Regions from separate parts of the Rattus norvegicus genome. Here region 1 is linked to region 2. The links are chromatin contacts, called in public Hi-C maps. All regions are on one chromosome and are shown on one strand. The core of a region is the stretch at or near the end of the contact, and the rest is flanking DNA. Distances in the headings are between cores, read along the strand shown.

Region 1 (3,612 bases), core at 1,038-3,537, 300 kb after region 2:
TTGTACTGAGGATGGAACCCAGGACCACAGCACGCTAAACCATGCTCGATCGTGTAGCTGCACCCCAATCTCCTGGGCCCTTAGTTTTCTATGATGCTGACTCCAGGATGTACCGGGGTTTTAACCCATCCTTTGAATGGCTTTGCGAGAGAAACCACGCTGAGCCAGCTCTGGCTGGCGACTAAGGATAGAAAGTTTCTCAGAAGCTGTTATGGTGACCTAGTAGGAGTCTCAGACCCACACTGCGAATCTCTCCGAATGTGGCAGTCCTGAATACAACAGAGGCAGCCAAGTGTAGGGCTGGAATGCCAGGCAACAGAGCTCTCGGCTCCCAGTGAGGCCTCTCAGGCTACTCTAGGACAATGTCAAAGATTGTCATGTGTTCTTTGCAACTTGGCTGAGATGGTTTTCACGCAGGCTTGCGGGCCATATTGTTCTTCCTCTCTTGGCAGATCTTTGGCACCCACTCTCCTTTCTGGCTGCCCGCAGGCCTCCCTGTAGCTCTGCTTTGGCCTGATTAATGGAATCCAGTTTCCCCCAAGGTGCCTGGGCAGTGGGGGCTAAGTCATGCTAGAAGGCCTAATTGACTGGTCACTTTTATTTGGGAGGGGTGGGGGTGTAGACTTCCTGTTTACCCCTCTTTCCGACACAAAGCTAAGCAGACACATGATGGTTTAAGAGTTTCTTCATTCAAGGATAGCCAAGAAACAAAACCAGAGTCTGCTAAGAAAACAATAGAAGCCGGGACTGCAGAGCATTCTGACTCTGGGAAACGACTGCGTCCCCTTGCGGGAGTTGGGGGGTGGAGGGGGGTGAGAGGGGTTAGAGAGGTGGGGGAAACGGGGTGGGGGTGGGGGCAGGGGTGAGGGGTGGCTGCCACCACTATGCTCTACGTGATGACTGTCAGTTATTAAGCCTGTCTGGCTGAGGGGGAAGCCAAAGAAGAAAACAACAATAAAAGGGAGATAAATGACTCCTGAGAAATAGGAACTAGGCAGACTGTGGGCGGTGGGAGTGGAGGTGGGGAGGTGGATCCCCTGAACTGGCTTAGAGTTTATAGGCAGGAGGTTAAAGACCACGTAATTCACAAACGATTACCATTTGGAAATGATAAAACAAGTAAAAACTATCCCTGGAAGGAAAGTTTACAGGATAGAAACCGTGATAGCCTGTGCAGAACATTCCCGAATTCTGTCTTGGGTCTGGGGTGTGCTCATTTCCAGCTCGGGTTCTGGGGTTGTGGGGGCCACAGGAATCTCTCCCTTACATCACTGGATGATGGTTCTCCACCCATCCTAACGTTCAAAGGGAGGAGGGACGAGTCCTGGCACATCCTTAGGGCGAGGCTGCTGTGCTCCGAAAAGCATCCCCCTCCTCATCTTTCTAGTCCAAAACGCCCACCGCGCAGAGGCTGAAAAGGTCTCAACTTCCCGAAAGATGTTAAGCAAAGAGTTCCCGACTTTCCAGAAACACGGAACTTATGGGGGGTCTATGGAACTGGCATCCCAATCTTGGTGTGGCTGAAATGTCTCCGGTGTTTTTGAAACCCTGCTCTTGGACCGGAGGGTCATTCAGGTCCTCAGAATCCAATTGCCGACAGCTCAGATGCGGGCGGTTGGCGCCCTCTTGAGGAAGAAATGCTCACTCGCCCAGCGGGCTGGAAAGCTAGGTCCTGTGGGCCTCTGCATCCCAGTGCCCAGGGGAGAGCCCCGGCTTTGCTTGACGAGTCTGGTTTCAGTTCCAGCTGGTCTGCTGGTTCCCAGTGACTAACGAGGCACCTCTGCGTCAGCGCTGTGCAGGAGCTCTCAGGACTTCTCAAGGGAGTAAGCAGTGAGCAAGCGCAAAGGCACGGGTCAGTTGCAGCCCTGACATTTTATGCTCGCAAGTATCTGATCATTGCCAAAAGGCCCCTATGAATAGGGCAAAAAACCCGTGGTGGGTATGGGAGCGGTGCATAATACACAATGTCATGTCTACCGTACCTCCTGCCTGCGGTCCGGACACTCGAGCCGGGAGCCAGAGCCCTAGTTTGAAACCCTGCTTTAAAACAAACCCTAAATGAGATACAGTGTAATTCCAGGATGAGTTGGCTGCTTTGAACAACACAGAAAGCGGCAGGATGCAGACAATTGGGGGAGGTGGGCACACTCTCGGGTGTTCAGAGTAGGCTAGGAAGGTCTTGCAGCAAAGAAGTCCTAAGCGAGAGGAGAGGCATGACCTTACTGAGAGTTACCTTTGGCCAAGGCAATAGAGGCCACACCCTGGGCCGTGGGAATCAGAGGCTCGTGTTTACTCATCTTGTTCAGACTCCAAGCAGATGCTTCTCTACCACCTCATCTGCATGCGTCACTGTTGTGGGCTGTGGTCTGCCAAAGTTGAGACAAACACAGGGTCACATGGCTGACGCGCTTGGGTAAGAGGACAAACAGATTAATGCACCCAGGGCTTCTGCTCAGATAACATCTGTGCGGTGGGCTGAACGAAGAATAGAGTCCGGAAGTCTGGACATCCCCTGTGTTTGCTCTCTGCAGATGCTCGGGGGTTAAAGCAGTATCTGCAACCACGCACATAGAATGAGGAACGTTTGGTGGTGTTAACCTTAAACAATTTACCTCTCCAAGGCTTGAAACTGGCCAGTCCCTTATCTTAATAGCCATCTGGATGGGCAGAGGTGGTCTATGCAGACTTTTGGTCCCATCCCTGGGGAGGCAGAGGCAGGTGAACGTCTGAGTTTGAGGCTAGCCTGGTCTACAGAGTAAGTTCCAGGACTGCACAGAGAAACCCTGTCTCCAAAACCTAAAACCAAAACTAAAGTCAAACCAAAACCAACGAAACAACCCCCCAACGGCCAGATGGGAACCGACGCTAAAGCTGAAAACATTTAAGGGTTATAGCTTAAAGTAGTATATATTTAGCATAAATGAGGCCCAGGCTCAGTCGTTAGGAAAAACAAACGGGCAAACAAACAAAAACACAAGTAAAAAAAAAAAACTGTTTTATGTAATTTAGTTGAATTCTCAAGCAGTTTCTTCTAATGTAATTTAGCTGAATCCTCAAATGGTTTTTCAAGTAATTATAAAAATTCACACCACACATTTGAATATGAATTTATGTAATTATAAATAATTTTGAGTACTTGAGTAAAAGTAACTTTTCTTGAAAGCATACGTTAAAAAAATCTTAACTTCTAATTTATGGCTGTCATATTTTAAGTGATAATGTGCTTAAGTTCTGTACACATTGAGACAGTGACATTTAAAAACCTTTATAGCTCACCTTAATAGAACATAAGTTACTTGATGGTGACTGTAGTAGTGATTTTCTTTAACTCAAAGTATCTCTGTGCAATCAATGTATACTTTGTTATAAATAATGCATGTTTCTGTTTGATTACTTGTTCACGTTTCAGTAACAAGAACCCAGACCACTCAGACGGGCACAGTGGTAATTGAATTCAGTTGTCCTATTTTACTCACATGTGTTTAGCACAGACTCTTCAGTTTTGTCATTAGGAAGAATTTGTCATGGTAGGAACAGAGGACATATTTTATGTAACAATTTTTAGTGTGCTTTTGGCTTGAGTTCCCAGAGACGTGGTATACATGACCAATC
Region 2 (3,607 bases), core at 864-3,363:
GAGACGATGACAGAGATGGCGAAGAGGAACCGAGCCAAGTTGGACGACGACTCCTCCGATTCCTCACAGCTCTCCTCTTATGTAAAACAGGTGTCGGGCTCACCCGGGGCCAGCAACTCCTGGGCTGGAGTTACAAAGAAAAGCTTGTCACCCTGGATCATCCAGATTGTTCAGGATCTTTGAAATGCCGCAAATCTAAATTACAAATAAATATCATCTAAACGTTTAGAGTAGTTTGCAAAAGTAAAGTAAAATAAAGCCACCTTAAAGCAACCATCTGAAAAAGAAAGATTCACACACACTTTAAAAATACTGCTGATTTTTCTGGTGACTAAGGTGGATTCTAGAAAGATTTTCGGGGGCAGGAGAGGTGTTGGACTAGGCCCCGAACCCAGCATGCATGCAAGGCAAGTACCCAGTCTCCCACTAGTCGACAACTGCACACTCTTTATCCCGTGAGCCACTGGATCCGTGTCTCTACCACACATCAAGTCCCTACCTCCTTTGACTTGTTTTCCAAACACTTCATTGAGGTGGGTTCGCTAAGTAAGAGATTCTAACTGGCCTTTGTCCCTTTGCCTAGGTCCAAACAGGTCACAAGCCCTCCACTAAGGAGATAGTTCGCTTCTCCAAACTCTTCGAGGATCAGTTAGCCCTGGAACACTTACGTCGACCCCAGCTAGTCGCCCTGTGTAAGCTGCTGGAGTTGCAGGCCTTCGGCACAAACAATTTGCTCCGCTTCCAGCTCCTGATGACCCTGAGGTCTATAAAAGCAGATGATGAAGTAAGAGCATAACCGCAGCAGTGGGCACCAGGGAGGCCCCGGAGGGCACCTTAGCTAACTGCGTAGTTTTCTGTCGGGTCTGCCATACGGTCATCCAGCAAAGTGAATGGCTCGAGAAACCATTCCTATGACTGCTTCAAACTTTACTATTCATTTCTGTGTTCGTTTGTTGTATCTTGCGAAGGTCATTGTAAGCAGCCAGCAATCTGGATGTATTAGCTGGGTATAATCTACTTAGGACCTGCCAGGAAGGAAACACCAGCTCAGTAGATTCTTGGCAGCACCCCATCACACACAGGCGCGCGCACACACACACACGCACACACAGAGTTCTCCTACAGAGGAACTAGTGCCAAAGTAAAAGATTCTGCTGGGTGAGTTGGTCTGGTGAAAAGAAGGTGGCAGAACACAATGCTAGGAGGAAAACCAGGGTCTGGCCATTTTGTGGAAGCCACCATTTGGACTCTAACTACTAATTAGGCTCCTTTAAAACTTGGAAAAGACTTTCCTGAATGTCAGCCAGCTGCTGCAGTATTCCACTTAGAGAAGCAAGCTTTCCAAAACAAAGAAGACATAAACACAGTGGCCCTATTCAGATTGTGGATGTTGCTTTTAGAAGTGTGGTATGAACAATACTGGTCCCAGAAGAACCATAGTTTCTTCACACCATGTAGAAATTGTCATTTATCAATGGTCTTGTAGACCAGAGAACCCAGGCTGTTCCTGGGGAGGGAGTATGGGAAACAGCACTAAGACACTCAGCCAACGGGGTCAGGAAGCTTTTCAAAACAGATTGGTTTGTTTTCTAACAAGCCCTAAAAACTGAAAGGAACAGTAGATGTTACAACTAGACAAAATCCAAACCAAGATAGGAAATACTTTAGTGACAAGACTCTGGGAGCAGCTCTGTGACTATGGTTTATTGCCATCTGTTAGAGGTATCCCTTCATTTCCACTGCTCCCTCCCTAAGTAGCCGGTTTACAGCAATCCGTACAGGGCCAGAGGGCCAGAGCATCAGATTTGGGGTTTCTATCAATTTTGCTGGAATCTAGGGATTAAGTCAAACTGAAATCCAAAGATCTAATACTGTCCCCTACACTCGTTGCAGGTCATTGCCAAAGAAGGGGTGAAGGCTTTAAGTGTGTCAGAACTTCAGGCTGCGTGTCGGGCCCGGGGGATGAGGTCGCTGGGCCTCACTGAAGAACAACTGCGCCAGCAGCTCACAGAGGCAAGCAGCCCTCCTCACTGAGACTTTCTCCCTGGGACTCACAGACCTCTTGTGGGGACTTCTCCTTTGCAAGTTGTGAGTCAGCCTTCCACGGCTGTGACAAAATGAGTCTGAAGGAGGGAGGTTTGTTTTGGCTCATGGCTCCCATGCCTTCAGCCAGTGGTTGCCTGGTCCTCGTTCTCTGGTTCTATGCCAGAGAGTATTGTGCACAGCAGAGAAGTCTTCTTCATTTTATGGTGTCCAAGAGGTAAAGAAGAGAGAGCACACCTTTAGTCCCAGCGCTTGGGAGACGCAGGCAGGCAGATCTGTGAGCTTGAGGTCAGCCTGGTCTACACAGTGAGTTCCAGGCTGGCTAGGGTTACAAAGCGAGACCCTGGATTTTGTGTTTTAAAAAAGGGAAGAAACAGGAGACAAGACTCCAAATTCCCTTCAATGGTCCAACCTCTTCCCAGCAGGCCTCACACTTCCCAATAGAACCATAGGCTGGTGAACATGTTTTTAACACATGGAACTTGGAAGAACATTTAAAGTCCAAAGAACCAGGCCACCACTCAGACCTCGCCTTATTTCATGGAGCAGCTAGTCACACCCTGAAGAGGGACCCAGTCTTCTGCAGTGCTGCCACAAACTACCCTGATGGCGAATGATCACAGTGGCAGCCATTTAGCAGCCAAAGGTCACAAGTGCTGGCTGGAGGCCTTCCTGGAGTCCCCAGGGAGTACTCTGTTCCCAAACTCCCCCAGCTTGTTGGCTGAGCCAAGTTTTCTACAGCCGTAGAAAGGAGGATGTTCTTGTTTCCTCACTGGCTGCCGGCCCGCCTGTCCTCACTCGGCTCCAGGAGCCACCTGTATTTCCCTCTTGGCTCCTGCTTCTATCTGCCAAGTTTGCCCTCCGTTCTCAGGCCTCAGACCTTGGACCTCTGGTTTGGGCCTCCAGGTCTTGTGACTAGGTAAAGCTCACCTTGATCTATCTCAGAGTAGACTGACGTGGGACCTCAATTCCATCTGTAAAATCCCTTCATAAAGCATCTAGACCGGCGGTTCTCAACCTTCCTAAAGCTGCGGTCCTTGAATACAGTTCCTCAAGCTGTGGTGACCCCCAACTATAAAATTATTTTTGTTGCTACTTCATAACTTTTTTGCTACTGTTATGAATTGTAGTGTAAATATTTATCTTCTGATGATTTTAAGTGACCCCCTATGAATGGGTCATTTGACCCCAAAGGGGTTGTGACCCACAAGTTGAGAACTGCTGATCTAGATTAATGCCTGAATGACCGGGAGGTGTGTATATCATCGGGTGGATCTTCGAGTCTGATTTAGAATTTGGCGACAACAAAGTAGGGTCTTGGCAGAAAGTCTCACACGCAGGCTATCATTGCCAGGCTCTGCTGACAGATCTCGCCTCAGAGCCCACATTGGCTACTTTTCCTCTTGTGCTCCAAGTCAGCATGCGGTACTGGCTTTGGTGGTGGATGTCTGCAGCCCCATCAGGGAGCACACTGTATTCTAACAGCAGCAGCAGTGCAGTGGAAAACCAAGAATTAGCTCCTTTAGGTTCTCATTGCTATCAGTGTAAAAACTTCTGTATCGTG

The links. A called contact is a pair of places that touch in the nucleus more often than the background predicts.
Region 1: a contact with region 2 is called in a Hi-C map of Schwann cells, with 8 times the contacts expected there. The contact joins two enhancer-like sites. A contact is called at or near these places in 9 of 12 Hi-C or Micro-C datasets (the Rat2 cell line, Schwann cells, frontal cortex and 4 more) and 1 of 1 datasets of contacts at active chromatin or transcription factors (oligodendrocytes).

What each region holds. Positions count from the first base shown.
Region 1 is chr16:73,485,299-73,488,910 of GRCr8, forward strand. No RefSeq gene overlaps it. Among named protein-coding and RNA genes, the nearest start is that of Tacc1, 61 kb to the right of the region's middle. Within about 2 kb of position 2,288, at least 27 of the 93 cell types and tissues checked have an H3K27ac peak or open chromatin away from gene starts, as enhancers often do. A contact at or near this core is called in Schwann cells, where this site is marked.
Region 2 is chr16:73,183,143-73,186,749 of GRCr8, forward strand. Letm2 (leucine zipper and EF-hand containing transmembrane protein 2) reads left to right here. Exons shown (of 10, transcript NM_001012158.1): 5 at 1-90; 6 at 584-784; 7 at 1,894-2,013. Among named protein-coding and RNA genes, the nearest start is that of Letm2, 13 kb to the left of the region's middle. Within about 2 kb of position 2,114, at least 18 of the 93 cell types and tissues checked have an H3K27ac peak or open chromatin away from gene starts, as enhancers often do. A contact at or near this core is called in Schwann cells, where this site is marked.